4 separate regions of the Mus musculus genome follow, and regions 1, 3 and 4 are each linked to region 2. Evidence: chromatin contacts called from public ChIA-PET and Hi-C data. All regions are on one chromosome and are shown on one strand. The core of a region is the stretch at or near the end of the contact, and the rest is flanking DNA. Distances in the headings are between cores, read along the strand shown. Region 1 overlaps Ankrd6 (ankyrin repeat domain 6). Region 2 holds the start of Mdn1 (midasin AAA ATPase 1). Region 3 has its middle 12 kb from the start of Gm52717. Region 4 has its middle 20 kb from the start of n-TGccc3.

What was found. A called contact is a pair of places that touch in the nucleus more often than the background predicts. ChIA-PET counts read pairs in DNA pulled down with a chosen protein or histone mark.
Region 1: a contact with region 2 is called in a Hi-C map of pre-B cells, with 2.7 times the contacts expected there. The contact joins the enhancer-like site here to the promoter of Mdn1 in region 2. A contact is called at or near these places in 17 of 39 promoter capture datasets (the C10 cell line, the HPC-7 cell line, the SN4741 cell line and 9 more), 4 of 484 Hi-C or Micro-C datasets (the N1E-115 cell line, embryonic stem cells and pre-B cells), 4 of 115 datasets of contacts at active chromatin or transcription factors (embryonic hindbrain, embryonic stem cells, epiblast stem cells and 1 more) and 1 of 9 other capture datasets (adipose tissue).
Region 3: an RNA polymerase II ChIA-PET map of memory CD8 T cells shows a contact between it and region 2, with 60 read pairs. The contact joins the enhancer-like site here to the promoter of Mdn1 in region 2. A contact is called at or near these places in 1 of 39 promoter capture datasets (cranial neural crest), 1 of 484 Hi-C or Micro-C datasets (bone marrow-derived macrophages) and 3 of 115 datasets of contacts at active chromatin or transcription factors (bone marrow-derived macrophages, effector CD8 T cells and memory CD8 T cells).
Region 4: an RNA polymerase II ChIA-PET map of memory CD8 T cells shows a contact between it and region 2, with 154 read pairs. The contact joins the enhancer-like site here to the promoter of Mdn1 in region 2. A contact is called at or near these places in 7 of 39 promoter capture datasets (the 3T3-L1 cell line, the C10 cell line, cranial neural crest and 2 more) and 1 of 115 datasets of contacts at active chromatin or transcription factors (memory CD8 T cells).

Annotation. Positions count from the first base shown.
Region 1 is chr4:32,938,330-32,941,029 of GRCm38.p6, reverse strand. The region is part of intron 1 of Ankrd6 (ankyrin repeat domain 6); the gene reads left to right. Among named protein-coding and RNA genes, the nearest start is that of Ankrd6, 11 kb to the left of the region's middle. Within about 2 kb of position 1,344, at least 56 of the 459 cell types and tissues checked have an H3K27ac peak or open chromatin away from gene starts, as enhancers often do. A contact at or near this core is called in the N1E-115 cell line and second pharyngeal arch cranial neural crest, where this site is marked.
Region 2 is chr4:32,655,790-32,658,489 of GRCm38.p6, reverse strand. Mdn1 (midasin AAA ATPase 1) reads right to left here and starts at 1,371. Exons shown (of 102, transcript NM_001081392.1): 1 at 1,138-1,371. The coding sequence starts at 1,239.
Region 3 is chr4:32,148,048-32,150,747 of GRCm38.p6, reverse strand. No RefSeq gene overlaps it. Among named protein-coding and RNA genes, the nearest start is that of Gm52717, 12 kb to the left of the region's middle. Within about 2 kb of position 1,402, at least 37 of the 459 cell types and tissues checked have an H3K27ac peak or open chromatin away from gene starts, as enhancers often do. A contact at or near this core is called in effector CD8 T cells and memory CD8 T cells, where this site is marked.
Region 4 is chr4:32,249,161-32,251,860 of GRCm38.p6, reverse strand. It overlaps a transcript of Bach2 not described here. Among named protein-coding and RNA genes, the nearest start is that of n-TGccc3, 20 kb to the right of the region's middle. Within about 2 kb of position 1,435, at least 343 of the 459 cell types and tissues checked have an H3K27ac peak or open chromatin away from gene starts, as enhancers often do. A contact at or near this core is called in memory CD8 T cells and pre-B cells, where this site is marked.

The sequences.
Region 1 (2,700 bases), core at 95-2,594, 280 kb before region 2:
TCCTTTGGTGAAGAAGATTGTACTAACAATTTACTGGCCGTCTTAAAAGTGACCATGAATTTGTGTGTTTGAAAATAAAATGTAGGGGCTGGAGAGATGGCTCAGCGGTTAAGAACACTGATTGCTCTTCCTAAGGTCCTGAGTTCAAATCCCAGCAACCACATGGTGGCTCACAACCATCAGTAATGAGATCTGATGCCCTCTTCTGGGATGTCTGAAGACAGCTACAGTGTATTTACATATAATAAATAAGTACATCGAATAATAAAATGAAATATGGGCTGGAGAGTTGGATCAGCGGTTAAGGGCACTGACTGCTCTTCTGAAGGTTCTGAGTTCAAATCCCAGCAACCACATGGTAGCTCACAACCATCCATAAATAAATCTAATGCCTTCTTGTGTGTCTGAAGACAGCTACAGTGTACTTAGATATAATAATAAATAAATCTTTAAAAAAATAAAAAAAGAAAGAAATATAAAATCATGCCCAATTTTGCTGTAGACCTCTGTGCTACCATGTCCTCCCTACCCGACCTTTGGAATTATCTTTAAATTACTCCAAGAATAAAAGAGTAAATCCTAAGCAACATTTAGCCTGTGTTCTGGATCTCCCGGCCCCCTGGATTGGATGGAAATCAGCATCCCAGTTTCATAAGGCGCATTTCTGATTAGTGTTGATGGAGGATGCGTTCAGTGCTCCCCAAACAAAAGCCACATTATATCTGATGGGCTTTGTATTTAAAAAGCAACACCAGAGGTTGCGAGAGGAGAACGTTGTGCTGTAGTTCTGATCCAGGAGAGCCCAAGGATTGATTATAAGCTGCTCTGAGATCATCACTGTACAACGCTGCCAGATGCTATTAATTAGGGCAGAGTGGGTTGCTGCATTTGGGCAGGGAGGCAGACTGCTCTCTGCAAAGCCCAGTCCCTCCTCTGAAAAGCAAGTAGACTTTTCTTTCCTTCTTCCTTTCTTTCTTTCTTTCTTTCTTTCTTTCACTTTTTTGTTTTTGAGGCATTTGTTCTCGGCCTGGCCTGTTTCCTCCCTGCTCCTTGTAATTAGCACAAGGAAAAGTGGTTTCCTTGTAGTTAGCACTGGTAATGTGTCTGAGAACCCAGCTCTCCACATTCAAACCTGACTGAGTTGCCTTTCTTGAGAACAGACAATAATGATGCCCTTTTCAGGAACCTGTTTCATGAAAACCTGGCTGACTTTAAAGAGAGGAGAGCAGAGCTGGCCACCGGCAAGGCTTGGGTCTGATTTCACGTTTGAGGGCAGCCTTTGTGCCCTCTGCCAGCTACTGCCCCTCTGATCACTGGCCCTGATGGCTTAGACTGAGCAGCATTGACTGTGCCTCTGGCTCTGAGTCACAGCAACATTGTTCTTGCTCCACAAACTACCACTCTAATCTGCAGAGGGCTCACCCACTGCCTCCCCCGGGAGCTGCTGGCTGCCCTTGCCCAGACCCCGGGGAGCTGCATTAACACCCATGGGAGAGGGGCAGAGCTGCTCTTGCGCTCAGGCCGGTACATTGTTCTGACAAAGCTTAAAAAATCCATTTACTGTGTGGAAATGAAGAAGCAGAAAGACTTAGTACACTGCCATTTAAAACGTCAGCAACATTAAGGTCGGCTTGTTTTACTTTTTAAGAAAAGAGTGGTTTGAACAGAATTTGACTTTTTTCTCAGCAGGGAACTTGTGACCCTGGCATCCTTGATAGACCCTGATGAATCTTCATGGTCCGTATGAGGTTTGCGTCAGGCAGGCCTCAGACATGTTCATCCTTTGTGTGTTCAGGGTTGTGGAGTTGCTCCACAATTCCTCTATGGGAAGCTTGTGTTGTCCTTTCTCTCTGATGCCTCCCTCCCCTTCCCTCCCTCTTTACCTCCCCCTTCCCTCTCTCTTTTCCTCCCTCCCTCCTTTATGCCCCTTCCATTCATCTCTTGTGCCTTTCCCTTCCCCTCCCTTTCCTCTCTCCTCCCTTCTCTGCCTCCTTGTCTCTTTCTTGTTTTGGGGCAGAGTATTACAGTAGACATCAAGCTGGGGGCTGGCGAGATGACTCAGTGGTTAAGAGCACTGACTGCTCTTCCAGAGGTCCTGAGTTCAAATCCCAGCAACCACACGGTGGCTCACAACCATCTGTCATGAGATCTGATGCCCTCTGGTATGTCAGCAGGAGGCTGAACTAGCAGGAACTTTCCTCTGAGGCCTCCTCTTGCCTGGAAGATGGCTCTCCTCTCATCTACACTGGCATGGTCTTCCCTGCATTGCTTGTCTGTGTCCCGCAATATCGCCAGTCAGAGTGGAGGAGGGCCCTCCCTCAAGGCCTCATTTGAATTTGGTTAGTGCTTTATAAGCTGTCTCCAATGGACAGTCACACTCTGACAAAGACTGTGTGCATGTATTTTGAGGGGACATTTACCTTGAAACACTCCCCATTGTCCCACTCCCATTTTCTTCCTTCCTTCCTCTCCCCCTCCCTCTTCTCCCTTCGCTTTCCTAAGTTTCCCAGGCTGTGCCTAAGTAGTGCCGGTTTAGGGTGTTAGGAAGCAATTTAGCATAAAGTAAGCTTTATGTTAAATCACCTTGCATCTGCTGCAAAGCTGGTGCTCATAATTTAGGATTAAAACATTTGTTGGGGGTGGTGTGGAAAGATGGCTCAGCAAGCAGTTAAGAGCGTTGACTGCTCTTCTGAAGGTCCT
Region 2 (2,700 bases), core at 122-2,621:
GCTGGTCTTGACACCTGCCTTGAATCCTAGCAGTCTATGTAGAGGCCAACCTGGTCTACACAGTGAACTCGGAGACATACAGAGCTACATAATAGAGATGTTATCTCAAAAGGAAAAAACAAACAAGATGCCTTTTGGCTAAGGGTGTAATTCAGTGACAGAAAGTAGGTTCAACACCTCGGGAAAAACTCTCAGAATTTTCTCTGGCGAATTCTACAATGCTGCAAATGGCTCAGGTTCATTCATCTACAACAGTGACTTTCAACCTTCCTAATGCTACAATCCTTCAATACAGTTCCTCATTTTGTGGTAACCCCAAATCATAAAATTATTTTCGTTGCTAACTCATAACTGTAATTTTGCTACTGTTATGAATCGTAATGTAAATATGCTGGTCTTAGGCGACCCACAGGTTGCGAACCACTGGATGGGCTACACTGCTGTTGACTGCTAAAACAATGGAGTGTGTATGTACTTTATGCACTCTTGGCTGAGAGTTTTACAAAATTAAAATCACGTCTCTCTTGACTCAAGCTTACAGACAGAGCAGGTAAGGAAACTTAGAAAGAAATTAAAACGCAAAGTGAAAACTTGTCTAGTAAGGATGCTCAACTCAGGCAAAAGCCAATACGGCAAAGCTCTTGAAAACACATGACTCATTTGGTAAAAAAAATAAAAATAAAAAAAATAAAATTTAAAAAGTCTTTCATCTCCCAATTTAACTGTCTTGTTAAAACCTTCAGCTGTTTGTTATGAACGGTCACCGAAGAAGACGCGAACTCCCCGGGTGTAGAGACAAGATTTTTGCGTCTCCTCAGTGGTGTATTGAGACGCCCAGAAAAAATACTATGGATGTTCGTCAGTGGGCCAAAGGGTCAAAGTAAAGAAAAGCATCCTTAAAAGCATCCGAGGGGTGGGGAAAGGGAAGGAAAAGCACGTGTCTGGGGGGTGGGGAGGCGGACAGAAGCAGCCTCGCAGAAAAACCAACCGCGCCGATTCCTGAAGGGCATGAACTCCACCAGGGCCTGAGCGCCGGGCAGGGGGCGAGGAAATGGAAGCTGACCCCGAAAAACAAAGGCCCTTTCCCGGGACTCGGCGCTCCGCGACCCGGGCCCGCCTCCCTTCGCCCACGCTCACCGACTTGGCCAGGAACCTGTTCAGCTCGCCGCTGCTCTTCTCGTTCTTGGCGGCGATTAGCCGCAGCGGCCCGGATACCAGCTCCACAGAGAGGTGCTCCATAGTCTCCGGCCGCGGCCACGGGGCCGCGGGGTGACGGCCGAAAACCCACGACGGCAAGAAGACCCCCGAAAGCCGGCAAGCAGACACACACGTGGTGAAGGAATTCACGTTGCGTCATCAACCCGCGGCGGCGCGACTACTGCCACGCCCCCGTGGGCGGAAATGCGTCACTGCCGCGCCACTGCTAGTAGGAAGGGAAGCGGAAGTAGCTTTTGAGGTTAGCCGGTTGACTGATCCTTCTGAGAGTGAAATTCGCGTCGCCAAACGAGGAGCTGCCGGCGCGTGCGACCTAAGCGCACAGTGACTTACTCTGTATCAACACAGGTCCTGTGTGAAAGATAAGCGGATTCGCTGTCCAAGATTGTTGCCCATAAAAAGAGTGACCTTTTGAGAAAAATGGCCCTGAAGTATTCTTACAAATCCTGGAAATAATTGCTTAATTAAAAAAAGAGTAGGAGTTAGTGAGATGCCTTAGTCGGCTAAAAGCTCTTGTAATGCAAGCCTGATGCCCAGAGTTTGATTTGTGACCTCTATTTTACACCATGGCACGTGTGGGCCTTCACACACTTCGCGCATACTCCCCGTAGTAATAATGATTCCAGAAAGGCTGCGGAGTGCACAAAGTTAGAATTGTTAAGATGAAGGTCACGAACAAGTTAAACCTATAATGATGTCAAACAAAATATATTGAGAGGGATTGACAATAAAGAAGCCCATTACCAGCATAGTGCAGCTTACAACCATTTGTAACTCCATCTCTATGAGATAAAACGCCCTCTTCTGGCCTCTGTGGCATACATACATACATACATGTGGCACACAACACACACACCAGTTTTTGTTTTGTTTTGTTTTTTTGAGATAGGATTTCTTTGTAACCCTGGCTGTCCTGGAACTTGCTCTGTAGACAGGGCAGGCCTCTGACCTCAGAGATCCGCCTGCCTCTGCCTCCCCAGGGCTGGGATTGAAGGCGTGACTTTAACACCTGGCTGCTTTGCTTTTTGGTGGTGAGAACTGACTAGATGACTCAGCAGTTAAAAGATGCTTTCCCCTAAGTCTGGCAAACTGATTTCAATCTCTGAAACCCACCCAAAGAACTTGGATAAAAGTTTACTCTAAGTGCAGAGAAAGGAAGCTTCTTCCAGCTGTGGAGGCACTAACAATGAACACCCAGAAAGGCATTCAACCCCCAGAGCAGCAGCAGATTGGTATATTGTGGAAAGTGTCACACCAAAAATGAAATAAAATCCAGGGATCCAATCAGATGCAGAGGATATGGATACAGAATAAAGTACAAGAAAAGGACTAGCCGGCCAGTGGTGTATGCCTTTAATCCCAGCACTTGGAAGGCAGAGGCAGGCAGATTTCTGAGTTCAAGACCAGTCTGGTCTACAGAGTGAGTTCCAGGACAGCCGGGGTTACACAGAGAAACCCTATCTCAAAAAAACAGAAAAGAAGAGA
Region 3 (2,700 bases), core at 153-2,652, 510 kb after region 2:
CTCTGCTCAGCCACTAGTCCAAAGCAAACGAAAGGGAAGACGTGACTGCCGCTAAGTATGGTTGAGGAGAATCGTAGCTGAGAGAGAGAGCAGAGCCAGAGGTGGTTGGAAGAGTCCAGACTGAGCGCGGTCATGTAAGGAGGAGTGGAGGGGAGTGAGAGAGACGAGGAGAGAAGAGAGGGCAAGGGAGAGGACCAGGAGCCAAGACGATGACCGGATGGAGAGAGCACGTAACCATAATGGCAGAGTTTTATAGAAAAAGACATGCTAGAGGAAGGGGGACTTTAAGGTCGGGGGCTGGAGAGGAAGCCAGGACTCTGTAACAGCTACTCTGTAATGGAGAGCCTGGCAGCCAGTGTCAGCTTTGATATGTTGATAACCACCTCAGCTAGCCATTGGTCCTGGGTTTCTTTGAGACTTAACATGTTATTTATTTATTTATTTATTTATTTATTTATTTACTTATTCATTCATTCATATGGTGAAGAAAAATTGTATATTTAGAATTAGCCATCTGGTCTCAGTTTAGATGACCCCAGTCTTCCTGACAACATCCAGAGCATCATAATTGGGAGCCAAGCGGACCTACTACGTACACCTTCTTCTGTCCATCAGGCCTTACGGGGTATTGACTTTGGCCACATCAATGTCATAGAGTTTCTTCACGGCCTGTTTGGTCTGGTGCTTGTTGACCTTGACATCCACAGTGAACAAGAGCATGTCGTTGTCCTCTATCTTCTCGAGAGGCTAACCCGGTGGTTAGAGGGAATTTGATGACGGCATGGTTCTCAAGCTTGTGTCTCCTGGGTTCATTCCTTTGAGGGTATTTACGCTGCCTCCAGAGCTGCAGAGTCTTGGTCTGCCAAGAGGTGGGTGATATGCGGATCTTCTTTTTGCGGCTGTGACTGCCTTCTTAGGCAAATCAAGGCCTTTGCTTTGGCTTTGCAAGGGGCAAGAGCTTTCTTTTTTTTTTTTTAACCACCTTTGCCACCATCTTGGAGAAAAGCCCTGACACTTTTTAAAAGAGTGGTTGTCTAATGTTTGTGCAGGGAGTTGTCTTATTTCTCCCCGTTTCCAGAGCCAGCACTCAGCTCAAAGCCCTGAAAAGATTTGTACATGCTCAGCGAATGTACGAATGGGCAAAAGACTTTTGATTTTAAAAGTCTGTCTTATGGGAATCATTTGAACAACAAGAGCCTCTATCTCATTTAACAGAGGACTCGGTTTTCAGAGCTGCTTCAGACACAGCATCTTAAGGGCGTGCTGTCTGATAGAGGAAAAGCCGGTCTACATGAACATGCTTTTTTTTTTAAATTTCACAGTGTCTGAGTCACCTCACACCTCAGTCTCATCTGATAATGGTCTTGTCAGATCTGCCCTTTGGCGGGGGATTCCCCTGGGCTATCACCTCTTGCTTGCCATGTGTTGCCAGGCACCAGAATATAAGCACAGGTGTACGGAGGAAGTAGGGGGCAGGGTGGGTCAAACAGTGGAACCTCTTGACAGTGGGTATTCGTTGGGATATCATACACATTTTACCTTGGATGGTTGTTTTTATGCCGACAAGAAAGTGAAGCCAGTCAGTAATAGAAGCGGTGGCTACCAAGGGAGATTCGTGTAGGAAGGAATTTGTTTTCCTGAGTGGTTACTGTTGAATACATTGCTTCAGTTCTATTCATCTTTTCATAGTGTAATCTCTCCCAGCAGCAAGATGTGACAAACAGCTCAGCTACACCGAAGCCTCCCTGTGAAAAGATTGTCTTGGGCGAAATAACAGCACATAGCTAGTGTTCTCCCTAGGAAGAGGGCAAAAGCTGTAAGGCCCAATTCATTTTGGAAATTGCTAAATAAAAGGCGAAGGGAATCAGCATTAGATACTGCCTATAACTGATCATAAGAGAGAAATCAAAAGCCTTGGCATCTTTGAGCAGACAGCCACTAACTGAGGTGTGCTTGGGAAGTCCCCTGCAGGAAGTTCACCAGCTACACAGTGCTTTCTCTAAGAAGCTGTGTGAGCCTTGTAGGTCTTGTGGTTTTCATGGGCTATGGTCTCTCTGCTAAGCCCTCCTCCCTCCTTTCTCTCCCATCTCCTCTTTTCCTCCCTCACTCTTTCTTTCCCTTAGTATAGGAACCCTTTCTTCAACTAACATCCTTTGAGAAAGGCAAAGGGATGTATACGAAGAATGGCCAGGAGAACGAGGTCAGAAGTCATCGTTACCAACCGCTTCTGTGGAATGTCTTGGGAATCCTGGAGCTCTAGTCGAAGACCTCTCTATCAAGAGTTTGTGATCTGCAGACTCTGAGAGAGTTCCATTTCTTGCTTTACCAGCCAAAAAGGAGCCGTTTCCGGCAAGGAAGACCAAGATTTGAGTTTCCAAGCGCCTGTGTGTTGCTATCACAAAGAACACAATCTTCCGTCTTCAGAGCTGCTCTTTGAGATTCTGCAGATATGACTCGCGATTCCCAACTGCAGAGCGAATCACCAGACCTTCAAGACCAGCTTCAATGGTTAGCACTCCTATAAGATACCCCACAACAGCAACAAGCTCTCAGATCAAAAGAGGGGAGAGATTTTTCTTTTCAGCTCACTTGATAGGTTTTGAGGCCCAGATTGGTTAGTGCCTTCTACCAGTAACACAAAATTCCAGCTAAGCAGCCTGCCACCTGAAAACCGTTGTGATTCCTTCAGTCCCTAGAAGC
Region 4 (2,700 bases), core at 186-2,685, 410 kb after region 2:
AGCACCCACCCACCTCACCTGCACACATCCACACACACACATTTACTTACTTATAAATAAAATCCTACTGTGAGTGTTGTATTTATTCATTCATTCATTCATTCATTCATCTCTCATTCAAATACTACTGAATGCTGTATTTCTCTCTCTCTCTCTCTCTCTCTCTCTCTCTCTCTCCCTCCCTCCCTCCCTCCCTCCCTTCCTCCCACCCTCCCTCCCTTCCTCCCACCCTCTTTCCTCCTGTGAGTGCTCTGTGAAGGATTCACTTCCCTGACCAGGCAGAGAAGGTATAAGGCCTGCCCAGCAGCTCAGGACAAAGGGTGGTCTACACATTAAGAGGGAGCAATGGTTAGAAAGCTAAGAGCGCAGGTATGTGAGCAGGCAGGCTCCTCCTGAACCTGGAGAGTCCCTTGTTCTAACTTCAGAGTCTTTGTGGCAAAGCACTGACAGAATGGCCTGCAGCAAAAGCCAACCAAACTAGCCAGAGAACAGGCAAGGCTCCACATGTAGACTGGAGCAAGCTGGTGCTCAGGACAGCGGCAGCCCTGGCCATGGACACAGGCAGCTCGCTTCCTCTCTGTCGGGGCTGACTCTCTTCTGTGAACCCCCTTGTTGGAATCCTTTGGCCATGACTCACAGGGCAATCGGGCTACTCAGCAAGCCCACAGCCCTTCACAATAGACTGTGTAGGAGGCGCCCAGCTCCCGGTGGCCTGTGGTCTGTTCAGTTTTTTCCTTTCTGCATTCTGGGAGGATCTGCTTTTCAGCCACACTTCCCTCAAAACACAGCCCTGGAGGCAACGCTTAGTGCACAGATTTCTGAGCGATGAAATAATCCACTTTGCTTTCTTAGTCAGAGCGAAACTAAAAACAGTAAGACGAAAAAACAATGGGGTCACCATCACACCTACAAAAACACGATTTCATACTCTGGTGACATAAAGAGGTCAGGGGGGAAAAAGCTCAAACTAACATTTTCCAACCTTTCACTGAGAGCAGGGGCTAAAACCGCATGTTTTGAAGGGCTCACGCTGTGTTATTATTAGAAGTCACAATTCTATTGACACTGATGAGTCACCCCTTATCGACAGAAACCAAGACCGTCCGTCAGCATATGCTACAGTCACTGTGGCTTTCTCTTTATTACTGGTCAGAGAGCCCTCCTTTCCTGGAGAAAGCTTCTCCAGGCTAGCAAGAGGCTCTGTCTCAGCCCCTGCTCAGCTTTCCCTGCGCCAGCTCAGCAGCTTTGCATCATCGTCTGGGAGTCTAGGATGATCTGATCAACTCCCGTCCACAAAAGGAAGTTTATGTAGCGACCTCAGAAAAAACAGCATTTCACACTTTCTGACGAAAAACCCAAACCGGAGCTATGTAAACAAAACAGGCAGAGGGAGTCAGCTAAGTCAGGTGACAGCATCTTCCTGACCCCAGGCTAGGCGCTTTGTTTTTGTTTTCACATCAATAGCCAGCAACAGATATAAACAAAGGCTGTGGTCACCAGGGGACGACTTCACTTGCTAGTCACACCCCCTTACTGGCCCTGCCTCCTGTTTCTGCTGCCCACAGAGGGAGAAATGGGCCAAGTGTCTGTAATGCCAAGGAAGTCCACTTCAAGTTTTAAAAAGTCCTTGAGGGGGTGCTAAGTCGTTAACAGCAGAATCTCTCCTTACCCATTTGTCTGGGTTTGAAGATTCCCAAAACAATAAAGTGAAAGCCAATTCTTCCAGAAATGAGGTTGTGCCCTATGCTGTCCCTGTAGAGGCAGACATGTGCCTGCTTTTCCTACCAGCCAGAGGCTGTGCTGGGGAGACAGAGGGAAGAAGAACCCAGCCAGTTCACAGTGATCACAGACCCAATGACAGCCGACCTCCCACCCTCCCCAGGCCATGCTGGTCCTAAGCACCGCAGGCAGAGCAGCCAAGGGAGCCCCACAGCCCCGGCACATGAGTCAGCAAGGGGACTGCTGACTGCGCAGCACTGTGGCATGTACAATGCAGGGTGCAACAAAACCGGGACACACAAGAATCTCTGCACGCATGCACGCGCACGCGCGTGCGCGCGCACACACACACACAGACACACACACACACACAGACACAGAGACACACACACAGATACAGAGACACAGACACACACACACAGACACACACACACACACACAGACACACACACACAGACACACACACACACAGACACACATACACAGACACACACACACACAGACACACACACACAGAGACACACACACACAGAGACACAGACACACACACACACCACCGCCGCCCACTTATTACTTTCCTCTGTTAGAACAAAACATGCAGATAATCTACACCCTGGCTCAAAAATAAGTAATGACCAGTAATAATCAGGAGTGGTAATAAAAAAATTTAAAAAAAAAACAACTCACTCTCCGTGTTTCAATGTGTGGAACAGCTGCATTCAAATCTCCTGAGCCAGTTAATTTTAACTGGCTTTAATTTTAACTAGATTTAACTGCTTTTCCTCTCCTCTGACAAATCAAAATAGCTGCCCTATCGACCACAAGAACCGGTAACCGAAGCACAGTTCCTGTTTTTCGGAAGAGACTTGCATTCAAAGCCACATAGGAGGTGTTTAACATATGTGGGAATTGAAGTGTTGAATGAGGGAGACTGAAACTCAGACACGAACTCAGGCCCCATTGGCGGCTTGTACAGGACCA